Regions from separate parts of the Mus musculus genome. Here all the other regions are linked to region 1. Evidence: chromatin contacts called from public HiChIP or PLAC-seq data. All regions are on one chromosome and are shown on one strand. The core of a region is the stretch at or near the end of the contact, and the rest is flanking DNA. Distances in the headings are between cores, read along the strand shown.

What was found. HiChIP or PLAC-seq counts read pairs in DNA pulled down with a chosen protein or histone mark.
Region 2: a FOXA1 HiChIP or PLAC-seq map of pancreatic cancer cells shows a contact between it and region 1. The contact joins two enhancer-like sites. A contact is called at or near these places in 1 of 484 Hi-C or Micro-C datasets (the N1E-115 cell line), 1 of 115 datasets of contacts at active chromatin or transcription factors (pancreatic cancer cells) and 1 of 9 other capture datasets (adipose tissue).
Region 3: an HNF4G HiChIP or PLAC-seq map of pancreatic cancer cells shows a contact between it and region 1. The contact joins two enhancer-like sites. A contact is called at or near these places in 1 of 484 Hi-C or Micro-C datasets (nephron progenitors) and 1 of 115 datasets of contacts at active chromatin or transcription factors (pancreatic cancer cells).

The regions. Positions count from the first base shown.
Region 1 is chr12:40,495,465-40,499,622 of GRCm38.p6, reverse strand. All of the region lies in intron 1 of Dock4 (dedicator of cytokinesis 4), which reads right to left. Among named protein-coding and RNA genes, the nearest start is that of Dock4, 51 kb to the right of the region's middle. Within about 2 kb of position 1,677, at least 25 of the 459 cell types and tissues checked have an H3K27ac peak or open chromatin away from gene starts, as enhancers often do. A contact at or near this core is called in the N1E-115 cell line and pancreatic cancer cells, where this site is marked.
Region 2 is chr12:40,346,891-40,351,048 of GRCm38.p6, reverse strand. All of the region lies in intron 4 of Zfp277 (zinc finger protein 277), which reads left to right. Among named protein-coding and RNA genes, the nearest start is that of Gm40406, 97 kb to the left of the region's middle. Within about 2 kb of position 2,203, at least 32 of the 459 cell types and tissues checked have an H3K27ac peak or open chromatin away from gene starts, as enhancers often do. A contact at or near this core is called in the N1E-115 cell line and pancreatic cancer cells, where this site is marked.
Region 3 is chr12:40,624,891-40,629,048 of GRCm38.p6, reverse strand. It overlaps Dock4 (dedicator of cytokinesis 4), which reads right to left. Exons shown (of 53, transcript NM_172803.2): 4 at 2,657-2,712. Among named protein-coding and RNA genes, the nearest start is that of Dock4, 180 kb to the right of the region's middle. Within about 2 kb of position 2,313, at least 59 of the 459 cell types and tissues checked have an H3K27ac peak or open chromatin away from gene starts, as enhancers often do. A contact at or near this core is called in pancreatic cancer cells, where this site is marked.

The DNA.
Region 1 (4,158 bases), core at 428-2,927:
GACTGTAAACTTCTCAGTGTGCTTTGTCAACCCATCGGCAAGAACAATTGCCAGAATGTAACGCAAAGGAGCTGAAACAGAAAGGAACACGAGATTTGGCTCCCAGGCCTTTCCATGACCACAGCCTAAGGGTGTTACACACTCCTTCCAGAGACTTCGTAGAGGCCCTGTCACTGATACATACTGTGTACGTGCAAGCATGCTTGCGGTTCTCACAAAAGAGGTAGGTAGACCACTATCAGCTAAGCCCTACTCAACAAAAGACGGTTAAAGTAACCGTGATGAGCCAGCAGCCAGACAACAAACAGCTTCAGCAGACCTTGCAACTGAAGTGTGCCTTCTCTCTCCAGCCTCTTCAACGGTGGCCCACACTCAGGAACAGTTTGACATTTTAGCACCATATGGCTCAGCGAGGATCCAAAGGCCACACTGAAAACTGCCAGGCCATTTGGCATTTCCGTACTTGCCCAGGCAGATGGCACTAGGCGCCCAGTTCCCAGCTGCAGCCTGGGATAGGTCCAAGAGGACCGGCGCTTCTCCAGGATGCCAGGTCAGCAAGGAGTCAGGGCTGTGGCATCAAGGCTGTGTGGTTTGAAACCTTGATGCCAAAGCTAATAATCTGGTCCTCACTCACGAGGATTTCTAGCACAGCTGAGAAAATACACAGTGGATTTACAAACAACTGTCTTTCCACCGGAGGCATCCCTAGTCACTCTCACCAGCAAAATGCCAGGCCCCTAAAGCGTGCTAGCCGCTCCTCCTCTCTACATAAGACTTGTGGGATTCCCAAGGAAATCTACTAGGACGGCTAGTTCAAAGACTGCAGAGAGGGATGGACAGGGTCTCATCCTAAGAAGTCACATGGGATTCTGTTTTTTCTTTTCTTTCCTTATCATGGTATAACACACGTGTTGGTGTTTAAAGCTGGGCTTCTTTTTCTGGGATCAGTTCCCCGGAAAAGGAAGCAAAATCTCCACTGTGAAAAGGACTCAGGCCAAGGTTGCTCCAAGGCAGAGACTTGGAGAACTGTCAAGGATTCGGGTACCACAGAGAAGAGATCACAGGCAAGCTTTGCAGAAAGAAAAGGTGAATCCAGTTGGAGAAGGGCCTGGGATCAGGAGAGTTCAGACAGAGGCTGTTGCCACTCAACACATCCCTGAGCAGCGCCTGGGGTTTTAACTGTCCATGTCTCATTACTCGGGATGCTAAAACCTCTTAACATATGAACATACACACACTAACACACTCCCATACTGCACTGAGATTAGTTTAGCACACATAAAACTGAATGACATGCAAGCATCTGTCATTCCGGGATGGGGCCTCGGGGCTTACAACAACTACAGTGTTGTACATTCAGAGATATTCCCGGTTTATAGTGCCAGAGCTATCTATTCAGAGAACGAGGAACCCAGACCGGCAGGCCATTCCTCTCTTAATGACAGTTAATCTGTATAAAAACCGAACTGGATCATTAAGCAGGGTTTTTATATTTCCTTCAGGCTCACCCAATTTCATCATTACCGTAGTAAGCCCTGGTCTGTGTACCTCTAGACAGAAATATACTCAAGAGGAGGATTTTTGCATGGAAATGATATTTTGGTCTGACTTCTCAAGTCCAGGCCACAGCACTCAAGTCACAGAACTTAGCTACTTAGAAGACAAAATAAATAAACAGACTCGGGGCTGGGGAGATGACTCAGTGCTTAAGGGCACCGACTGCTCTGACAGAGGCCTGGGTTCTCTGAGTTATTAAATAAATAATAGGAGAAGAATTATCTCTTAAAAGTTCCAAATACATCAATTCACAAATGATATATAATGGAAATATATGTATTTTAACAAAGCAGAACTCTTAATAACATACAGTAAACAACACACTCAGTTATTAAAGTATAAAGACAGCTCCTTCTTGTTTAATAATGTTTATACATATGGTTGTATCCCTAGTTTAAATAACATGGGATTCAAGTTGAAGATACTCTTTAGAAACACACATGGATAAGCAATGCATTTTAGCCAGGTCTGAGTTTTGGTTTGGGAGGACATAGCATCATGTATCGCAAGCTAGCGTCTAAGCTGCCACTATCTCCTAAGTATTGGTATTTGGTATATTGGTTTGGGAGGACATAGCATCATGTATCCCAAGCTAGCGTCTAAGCTGCCACTATCTCCTAAGTATTGGTATTGTAAGCATGCACCACAATACTGGACACCAAGGCTCTACTTCAGGTCCAGAGAGAGTTCCTCAATAAAGGTGCTTGCTGCCAAGCCAGAGGTCCTACATTCCATCCCCAGAACACACACAGTAGAGAAGAGAACCAACTCCCACAAGGTCTTCTCTGACTGCCACATACATACATACATGGGAAGTGAATGTAATTTTAAGAAGAAAGAAGATGACGATTCACATGGTCTATTATTCACTAAGGCTACCCTTCCCAAACTCTTTAGAACTGCATTATAAGCACACATTGCTCGGCTACAGCAGCACAAGCATCCCACTTCCATTCTGCCCAGATACGTTTTCTACGTTTCCCCTTGGTTTAGTAATCAACACTCTACCGTAAAAAGATATTCACCTAAGCATACTTTCATGGCAAATATTTTTCCCTTTTGCTCCAAATGCCCTCAAATATACCCTCACAGGTATGTCTATGAGCGACCATAATACTATAACGTCTAGTCATCCCACACTGAAAATCCTGCCTACAACTCTAACCAAGACAAGGATTCAATCCAGGAGACATGCCCTGATTGCCAAAAGCTCTGTGCTGAATTGAAGAGGTTGGAGACGCGGGTGAAAACACTTTCCTTAACTACACAGGAACAGTTCCCAGGAGCGAAAGCACCTTTTGATAAACAGAAGCCTCCATCCAGAGAGGCTTGGAAGCCTCAATTTAATTACTCCCCCATCTTCTGCTTATGCGACCAGACTCACTCCTTCTCTTCCTCCGTTTAGCCGCCCAGGCTGCTCTCCCTTGGGCCTCTCACTGCTCCTGGGCACATGCTCAGCCTCTCTAACACACTTCCAGACACTGGGTTCTCTGCTTTCTGCGCCTTACTTTCACAACATCGAGCTTTCGAGTAAACTGTGGCTGAATCAACATTTTTCACTGGAAGTCTGTCTGAGACAGTGTTGTACGAGAGCCACGGAAAAGCTAAAGAGCTTTAAGATGTGAAAACGACAGACAAAAATAACCAAAGCCGTTTCATTTCTGCAGTATAGCCCAGTTCCATCTCAAAATGATCCACGGCCACACAGAAGCACACCCCTGCTCCCCAGAGTGCACAGGGAGGGCATGACAGAGACGGTACCAGAGAAACAGCTAAGAGCCCCACTAATACTGAGCAGATTTACAGACGGGGTCCTTAATAGTTTATATTGCCCTCAAGATCCCCTTCATCTGTCTGCTGAGGTCTTCGTGTTTGTTTAAAGCATAAAAGCTATAGAATCATTTAAAAAAAATCAAAATAAAACACAGCTATCAAAATATTAAGAAAACTACAAAATAGTTATATTTGAGCTTCTCTGCTGACTTGCAGAACTTATAGGGACGAATTGCAAATTTCAAAAGTACTATGATTTCACATACTAAATACTAGCATGATTTGCTGTCATCATGTAAAACTGAGGAAAGTCACATTTCAGTGAGAGGTTATCGACAATGAATAGGTCCCCACCACCACCACAAACAGAATTTGGAGAGCCTGGCCCTCCAACTGTGGGCTCCTTCTTTGAGTGGTAATAGCCCTACCACAAATGTCTTCCCAGAATCTAAAATGATTCAGCTTTCTTAAAGTACCATTTCTACATTCACCATCATTACAAACCTAGAGTCAGATTCAACTGAGTGACAATGCACCACACATTCCCCATTTCCGCCATTGTAGCCCCAAAATCTGATTCTTTGGAACTGACATATATTTTTTAAATAAGTAGTTTCACATTATTATCAATACACAAATATTGTGTTAAAGGTGAAAATGTCTGATGAAATTGTCAAATGTTATACAAAGATACAAAGCACCCATTATTCTGTGCATTAATAGAATCCTTCAGGTAATTTCTTTAGCCAATGTACTTTAATCTTATGCAAAAGCACAACCACCAGCTAGCTCAACAAACCACCCATTATCCATAGTCAGCATATGTTT
Region 2 (4,158 bases), core at 954-3,453, 150 kb after region 1:
ATGAATTTTTTTACTTTTTTTAGCTTGTTCATCACTAGGACCTGAGAGAAAAAGTCAAATAAGGGAAATCTAATTTTGGCTCACAGAGTCAGAGCGATCAGTCAGTTCGTGGTCTTTTGGCTGGGTCTGAGACAAGGTTGACTGTCATGGCAGTGGATTGAAATGGAGGAGGAGGAGGAGGCTGTCCACCTCAAGATACAGGAAGGAGCCAGGTTCAACATAGCATCAAGGGCCTATCCCCTGGGAGCCTGCTTCTCCAGAACCCCAACACCTGAAGTTTCTAGCACGTGCCAGAATAGCACCACCATTTGGGGAGTAAGCCTTCAGTGCATGTGCCTTTCAGAGCACTTCCAAACTACAGTATTTTCTATCCTGGACTGCATGCATGTGTTTCACATTCACGTATTTACTGGGATGAGGCATGCATTGTACTCATATGTGGAGGTCAGGGGATGCGTTTTGGAAGTTGATTCCTCCTTACACCATGTGGGTCCCAGGAATTGAACTAGGGTCTTCAGGCTTGGTGGCAAGCCCCTTTACTTGCTGAGCCATCTCACCAATCCTCTCATCTGAACTTTTATTAATGGCTGAATATTTAAGAAAAGCCTCGCATTCCTTTTTTTGTTCTTGTTATTTTTCCGACGCATTTGTTTTTATTTTATGTGTGTGCGTGTTACTTATCATGTAGTCATGTGTACCACATGCATGTATGATGCTCCTGAAGACCATCAGGTGGCATTGGAGCCCTGGAGCTGGAGTTACAGACAGTGGTGAGCTTCCATGTGGGTGCTGGGAACCCACCTTTCTCTTGTATCTCTTTTGCTAGTCCTGATATAAACACAAAGAAGATCCTATCAGGGCCTGCTCTGATCCGTGGACATGCTAGAGGAGCCAATGCACCCTAACCCACCGCTGCCCTCTTACACTCAGCCGTCAACCATGCAGTGGGCAAACCGATTTTCTACCTTTGAAAATAAAAGATCCTCATTTAGAAGTATCTTAAAGATATAATTTTTAAATAATAGAATTATCTAAAACAAATAACATATGTATTATTTTCTTGAACATTTTAAGAAGAGTATATAACCAAAGTTGTTTTGCCAAACTACAGATTAGTTCTTTCCAGCCTGTGTTGTATGTGGCTCCTACACCACCAAACATTATGTATTCCAGTAACCTTTTAGAGGGGGAAACTAAGGAATAGTAGGCCATGCCTCTGTAGTCTTCTCCGCTGCCTGAGCAGTAGCAGACCCATGTTCTGTGTTGGTTTTGTCTTTCTCCTAATAGCTTAGAGTTTCTGCTTTAGATGCCAGAGAATGGTGTCAGGAAGCCAACTAGATTGGGGCCTTTTCACTAGAAGACGGCTTTTCTTCACATCTCCTTTCCACACCACCAGTACTTAGAGAGTACTTAGGCAAACATGTGGAAGAGTGGCACTACTCTATCTAGGAGTCCCACCTGGTAACGTCCATGGGCATTCAGGACAGTTGGGGGCCTCAGGAGACTGTGAAGTCACCTTGTTCTGGTCCAAGTTTCCACAAAGAGCCTTTCCTACTTTTTACAATGGTGCTTAAGTCCTAGCAAATGCCACAGAAGAGGGTTTGCCATTTGATGCCCTGGGAGCACTCGTATGAAATAAACACCACCTTCTGTGTAAGTCTTGGGTGGCTCTTGCAGCCAGTATTAGACTAGATGCTTACACCTAAGTACTGAAAGAATACCTCTATGCTTGAGGAGCATAGATTGTATACAAATATATTGTTAATCTGTTATGTACTGTCTTAATTCCTACACTGCCAGTATAATATAACTAATTTTGATACTTATATTTTCATATGAAAATTAGTTATGGAGGTTTCCAGTAGATATCACTTTAATCAGTTTTTAAACTAAGAAACATTTATAAAGAAAAAAAATATATATATATATACTTCCTTTTTCCTAGCCTCTTTCTTCCTTGTTACTATATTTGTTCATGTTTGGTGCATAGAACTGAGTAAAATGTCAAAGTTCTGAATTTCATCAAGATGTATATATTTGGTGTGGCACCTTACAGCACTTTGAAATACCTCACATTTATGAAAATAGATAGCAATTAAGTTATTTAAAAAAACAAAACAAAACAAGAATTCATTACAATTTCAGCCATATCCTTTTACTCCCATGTATGGCCAAAGAGGAAGTGGTCCCTGGTTCTTCTCTCCTGGGGACAGATTCATCTATCACCTTTGCAGTTCAGTGTATCTGCTTGGTTATGGAGTCTGCTTCTTGGACTCAAAACAAGTCAGATCTTTTTGGTTTCATTGGGTTGGGTTGGGTAGTTTTTTGTTTGTGGTGGATTTTGTTTTGCTTTATGTTGGTTGTTTTGTTTGTCTGTCTGTTTCCTGATTTGAAGAGACTCTCTCCAGGCTTCCCTCATCCTAGCAGAAATGAGACAAGTGCTCACCCTGACTGATTAATGAAGCATTGCCCACCCTACTTCAGAGCTCTCACTGTCCCGTGAGAGGTGTTACCCTCCCAGTGCATCTATCTGTGTATGTGAATACTGTGTGTGTGGGCTGACCAGGAAATCTCCCTCGAGGATTGGTCGGAGTACAACGATTGATTAATTCACTGACCACACCCAAGAGTCATGTGGCTTGGCTGCCCAAGCCACTAATCACACAGTTGGTTTTTCTGGCTTAGCCAGCCAGCCATCATCCTGAGTCATCTGTTTATCATAAGTAATCAACTGTAATCAGAGGGCCCACTGAGTAAAAGAGTAACTCAGCCAGGGGAAACTCAAAGTGTTTATAAATTACCTCCAAGAACAGAAGGCAATGACCAATCAAATTCTCTGTTTCCCCTTTCTAAGAAAGTTGAGAACAAATGTGGAGTCACCTATTAGAGAAGGTGTGTGTTCTTTTTATTTTTATTTTCAATGTATGTGCCCACTCACATACTTTTCTTGTTCTTTCATCTCAAACCTATGCTTTCCTGTCGTATGCCAGCCCAAAACACTGTTAGACTAGGTGAAGGCATTAAAGAACCGAACACCTTGTAGGTGATCCCTGGTTCTAGGAATGGAAAGCAAAAGGAATAGAAGGTCCTGTTGCCTCCTTGTGGGCCCTGTGGGCCACTGCCATAATTGTGCTAGGAAGGTGGTCTATGCTAGAGAGTCAGCCTAGGGTTCCCTGACCAAGACAAGCTAGCAGATTCTTCTGTGCTGTCGGCCTTGTTTTGATTTTGTTTGTTAATACAGCCATTTTCTGTGACTTCTTCCTATATAACATCAGGGCTCTGTTTTGTTTCCTTCTGCTAAATGGTTTCTAAATGCTTCTGCCCTACATTGACAGATTTTGTATTCTTACAATTTCTACCCTAACTCCCATTTTCCTTTTCTACCTCCGTGTCAATCCGCTGTGACTCTGCACCTGCAGCTTTATTAAAGTTCCCTACATTTCCAGCTTATGAATAAAGATGAAAGACCATGCACTGGCCCCGCTGCCACTCTGCACCTCTGAGACAAACAGCCAGCTTGTTGCTATAACTCATTGCCCAATGCATGAGCTGATCTTGTATTCTTACCACTGTGGTTCTTATCCACGCCAATTTTATAATGAAAATCTCAACTCGTTAGACGAACTGCTTAGAGAAATTCAAATATATAACATCTGTGACATTCGCTTTATCTCTCCACTCTGCCAGCCCACAAATAAAGCCTAATATATAGCCCAGCATGAAATGTCTTAGAAAAATAAAACCGCAAAGCTAATGAGCTTTGATTTGCACTTCTGTTTGATACTCACTGTGGACTGACTCCTGATGTTATCTCTTTGTTCATAAATGACTCTAAACATATGCTACAGCTAATTATATCAGCTGCTAAGCTGTATAAAGAGAAGGACGAAGAAAGAGATGTAAGGGGGAAGAAAATAGACATTTCCTGATAGCCCAAAGACCCCAGGCTCTTTGTCCACCTTGGTGCCTGGTCAGCAGGTGGTGGCACGTTTGTTATGGAAGACAAACAGGAAGAAATTAAAGCTTAGTTTTGGTTTTGGTTGTCTTGTGATTAGTTTTTTTTGGTCCTAGTGGGGTTTGGTGTGATTTGTTGTTACTGTTGTTTTGCATTCAAAGAAAACAGCCATGAGAGTGGAGTGTCAGGACACGGTGTCCACC
Region 3 (4,158 bases), core at 1,064-3,563, 130 kb before region 1:
AGCACCAGACACTCAATCCAGGTACCCGAGGCACCCATAAGACATATGGTGCACAGACATACATACAGACAAACACACATACACATAAGATAAGCTTTAAAAACTAAAAAAAAAAAAAAAAAAAAAAGAAAAGAAAAGAAAAAAAAGGAATGTATTTATTTTAAAACCATGTCCCATGCCACACTTCATTGAACTTCATGCACTGCCACAGTTCATTGTCAGCAGGACACAACCCAGAATCACCTGAGATAAGAGTATCCAGGTGGGACTATCAAGGTCAGGTCAGCTTGTAAATATGTCTGGGCGATGGGGGCAGAGGTGGACATTGTCTTTACTATGTTAATTGATGTGGGAAAATCCAGTTTAAGAGTGGACTGAACCATTACCTCACTTTGCATCCTATACAGTATTAAACAGTGAGAAAGCTAAGCATAAGGCATGTTTTACTAAGCTGTTCCCTGCTGAAGGTATAATATGACTAGCTGCCTTAAAGCTCCTGATAAACGGATCCAACTTACCCATGTGGATGGAGTTCACTTGGAATTCTTAACTAAAAGAATCTCTTTCCCTCTTAGATTGCTTTGTCAAGGAATTTTATCACAGCAAAAGAAATGAAACTAAGAAACTACAGGAGCCTTTGAGCTCTTTCATCCTTGATCACAAGGTAGGATGGAGGATGGGTGGCTGTTGCAAGAGTCAGGAGAGCCAGACTGGCTTCAGGTAAAGGCAGCAGGGACTTGTTCAGATGGCACCTGAAAGGGTGGCTTAGACTAAGACAATGTGCCTCCTCTGGAGGACAGCAGCCTACCATAACAGGTCCTGGGGAAAGCAATAGAGCCAAAGCACAAGACAAGGACTACAAAATAACTACTAGGAATATGTTCAAGGACCTTAATCAGGGTAAGAAACAATTTATCTTAATGAAGACTGTGATGACACAAACCATTGAAAGAAAACATCCAAGACATGAAAGTAGACTTTAACAAAGAAACAGAATCATTAAAGACAACCAAAACTGAAATAAAATGGAAAACAACTTAGGATGCTAAGTGAAACCCTCACAGAAAAATCAGCAGTACACTAAAGTTGTACCATAAGTCTTCTATATTGTAAAACTACTAAAGTTTTTCAAAGTATTAAAATAAATGACATACAGCACACTGTTATTACAGTAGGCCATTTAACATTTATCCAAATAGAGAAACCCAAGGTGTTTGTACCATATGGACTTGCTCATGTTTGTTCATTGAATGTTTTATAGAAGATGAATGTAAAAACCATCCATTTGACTAATATCTATGCAAACTTTTTGGTGAAATTAAAATTTAAATATATTATCTACTATGCTTTTGTTGCTGAAATAAAAAGTTGCTATTTACTGCTATTTGCATAAATATGTAATTTCTATCACAGAGCCTGTATATTTTGGCCATAAAATGAAAATTACAATTATAATTCACAGATGGCTCCTTGTGACATTGCCATCAGATACATGTGTCAAAATCTACCTTAACAACAATCATTTACTTATGTGCTAAGTACACAACACCAGGCAAGTTCTATTGTGATATTCTGTAGAAACTTATTTGATACACATTATTCTAACGGCTGATTCCAGTCCATTTAGAAGCAGACTGTAACATATTATAAATACTTAAGAAGTCCTTGGTGATCAATGACATCCATGCAATATATCAGTCAGACATGTCACATGTTCTGTTTGTGAAGCTAGTTATCTAAATATCATGCTGGAGAAATACACAAACAGTTTTTTTTAATACATAGATTTTAATTGAGTTTATGACTTTTGTGTTAGACCAGATTTGTGGCAATCTGTGACAGGACGTGACCGTAGGTCAAATAGAGAAATAATATATGAAGTTACACAAGGACCTAGTGTTATACTCACTTCAGAGAATAGATGGGCTTTTCCTGTCCTTACGCTTTGAGACAGAGTCTTATGGCCTTGCCTGGCATGGAACTCACTGTGTAGACCTGGTGAGCCTCGAACTCACAGAGACCTGCCTGACTCTGTCTTCTAAGTGCTGGAGTTAAATATGAACTACCACAGCCAGCTTTCTTTTTATTTGTTATTCCTGTGTGTATACAATGTGTGTAGGTCATACAAGTGCTGTGGCACACATACAGGGGTCAGGGGACAGCTCTGTGCAGTCCGTTGTCTTCTACCTTTGTGTGGCTTTGCAAGCTCAAGCTCAGGTTGTTGGGCTTGCCCAGGAAGTACTCTGTCTCCCCCACACCCTGCTGGCCACAGGCTTCCCTTCTCTATAACCAGTAGTAAATTAAGGAAGTTCTGGGCACTGAGGCTACATGACTCACCATGTTAGGGACTCTGCCTGGCATGATTCTCTAAACAGCAGGAAACCAAGAAGAACCAATTTCTCTGCTTAAGATTAAACAAGTTTCACAACTGGTAGACAATGAGAGGCCATAATACCCTAGCATGCTCCTGTGGCTCAGCACTCAGAAATGAGTTCCTTAATTGTCTCTATTTGCTGCCATAGTATCTCCTTATCAAACAACAAGGGCCACGGTTCGCTCTTCTGTAGTTGCTTTAGTAATACAATTACTAAGCCTTTCAATTCCAAGACAGCGGCTGTGGCAAAATCTTCCAACTATGAATGCAATTCATTCTTACCCTTTGTTCTTTACACAGGCATTTTTCAAGTGAACATAGCTGGAAGGAAATATACCCTGGAAGAGAAAACATGAAGGTTATGTTTCTAGCTATCTCTTAAAGCCAGTTGTTCATAAGAAGGATGTATTAAACAGTTACAACCATGACAATATCAGGAATAGAAAAACATCAGTACATTCTATGGGCTAAATAAAATGCAATGCAGCATGAATCATTATTTTCTAATACCAGTTACAACCATTGCACTTTTAGAGATTTTTTTGTAAATATAATTGAAAAAAAAATCAAATCTCACTCAGTAAATACATTCTTTTTGTTTATCTCTGCAAACAGAGTCTTGCAGTGTAACCTTGTCTAACCTGAAATTTATTATCTAGAGCAGGCTGACCTTAAACTTTTGGCTGTCTTACAGCTATGCTTTCTCAAAGCTGATGTACAGCTATGGGCCACCACTTTGGCCATCTAAACACGTATGCTTTTAATAAATCAGAAAATAAAAAATCCAATAATTCTACATAAAAACTGTGCTTTAAAAAAGAGGGGAAAACAGCACTGTACTGGCAGGTTTTGTGTGTCAACTTGACACCAGCTGGAGTTATCACAGAGAAAGGAGCCTCCCTTGAGGCAATGCCTCCATGAGATCCAGCTGTAAGACATTTTTTTCAATTAGTGATCAAGGGCCGGAGGGCTCCTTGTGGGTGGTGCCATCCCTGGGCTGGTGGTCCTGGGTTCTATAAGAAAGCAAGCTAAGCAAACCAGAGGAAACAATACAGTAAGCAGCCCCCTCCATGGCCTCTGCATCAACTCCTGCCCCCAAGTTCCTGTCCTGACTTCCTTTGGTAATGAACAGCAATGTGGAAGTGTAAGCTGAATTAATCCTTTTCCTTCCCAACTTGCTTCTTGGTCGTGATGTTTTGTGCAGGAATACAAACCCTGACTAAGACAAGCACCTATGATGTTGTTATTTGGCTATTGTTTGTGAGACATGGTCTCACACCACAGACCAACCAGCAAGGAATTCACTATGCTATCCAGGTTGGCTTTGAACTTTGCAATCCTTTCCCCTCAGCATCCCAAGTGAGAGGATTACAAACATGTAACATCGGACCAGGCTGCATGTTATGTTCCAATGAGTAATTTTAGCTTACAAGAGAGCTCTGTGAGAAAACATGCGTGCCATTGGTTCAATTCCTGGTATTTAAAAAAAAAACTTGGGACTGGAATGACAGCTCAGTGTTTAAAGGTACATATACTCAAGACCTGACTCAATTCTATATATTCTACAATAATAAATAGGAAGAGAACGCTTTTTAGCTTTTTTCATAAAATTTATATTTATTTCAATATAACAAAATTAACAAATAAAGCAACATCAGTATAGAAAAGTTAATATCAAGATTTATGATATGAGATGGAATTGAAAGGGAAATCATAATAAATTTTTCAGAAATGTGTGCTAGATGAATAATTAAATATCAAAACTATATTTGCATGTGCCCTGC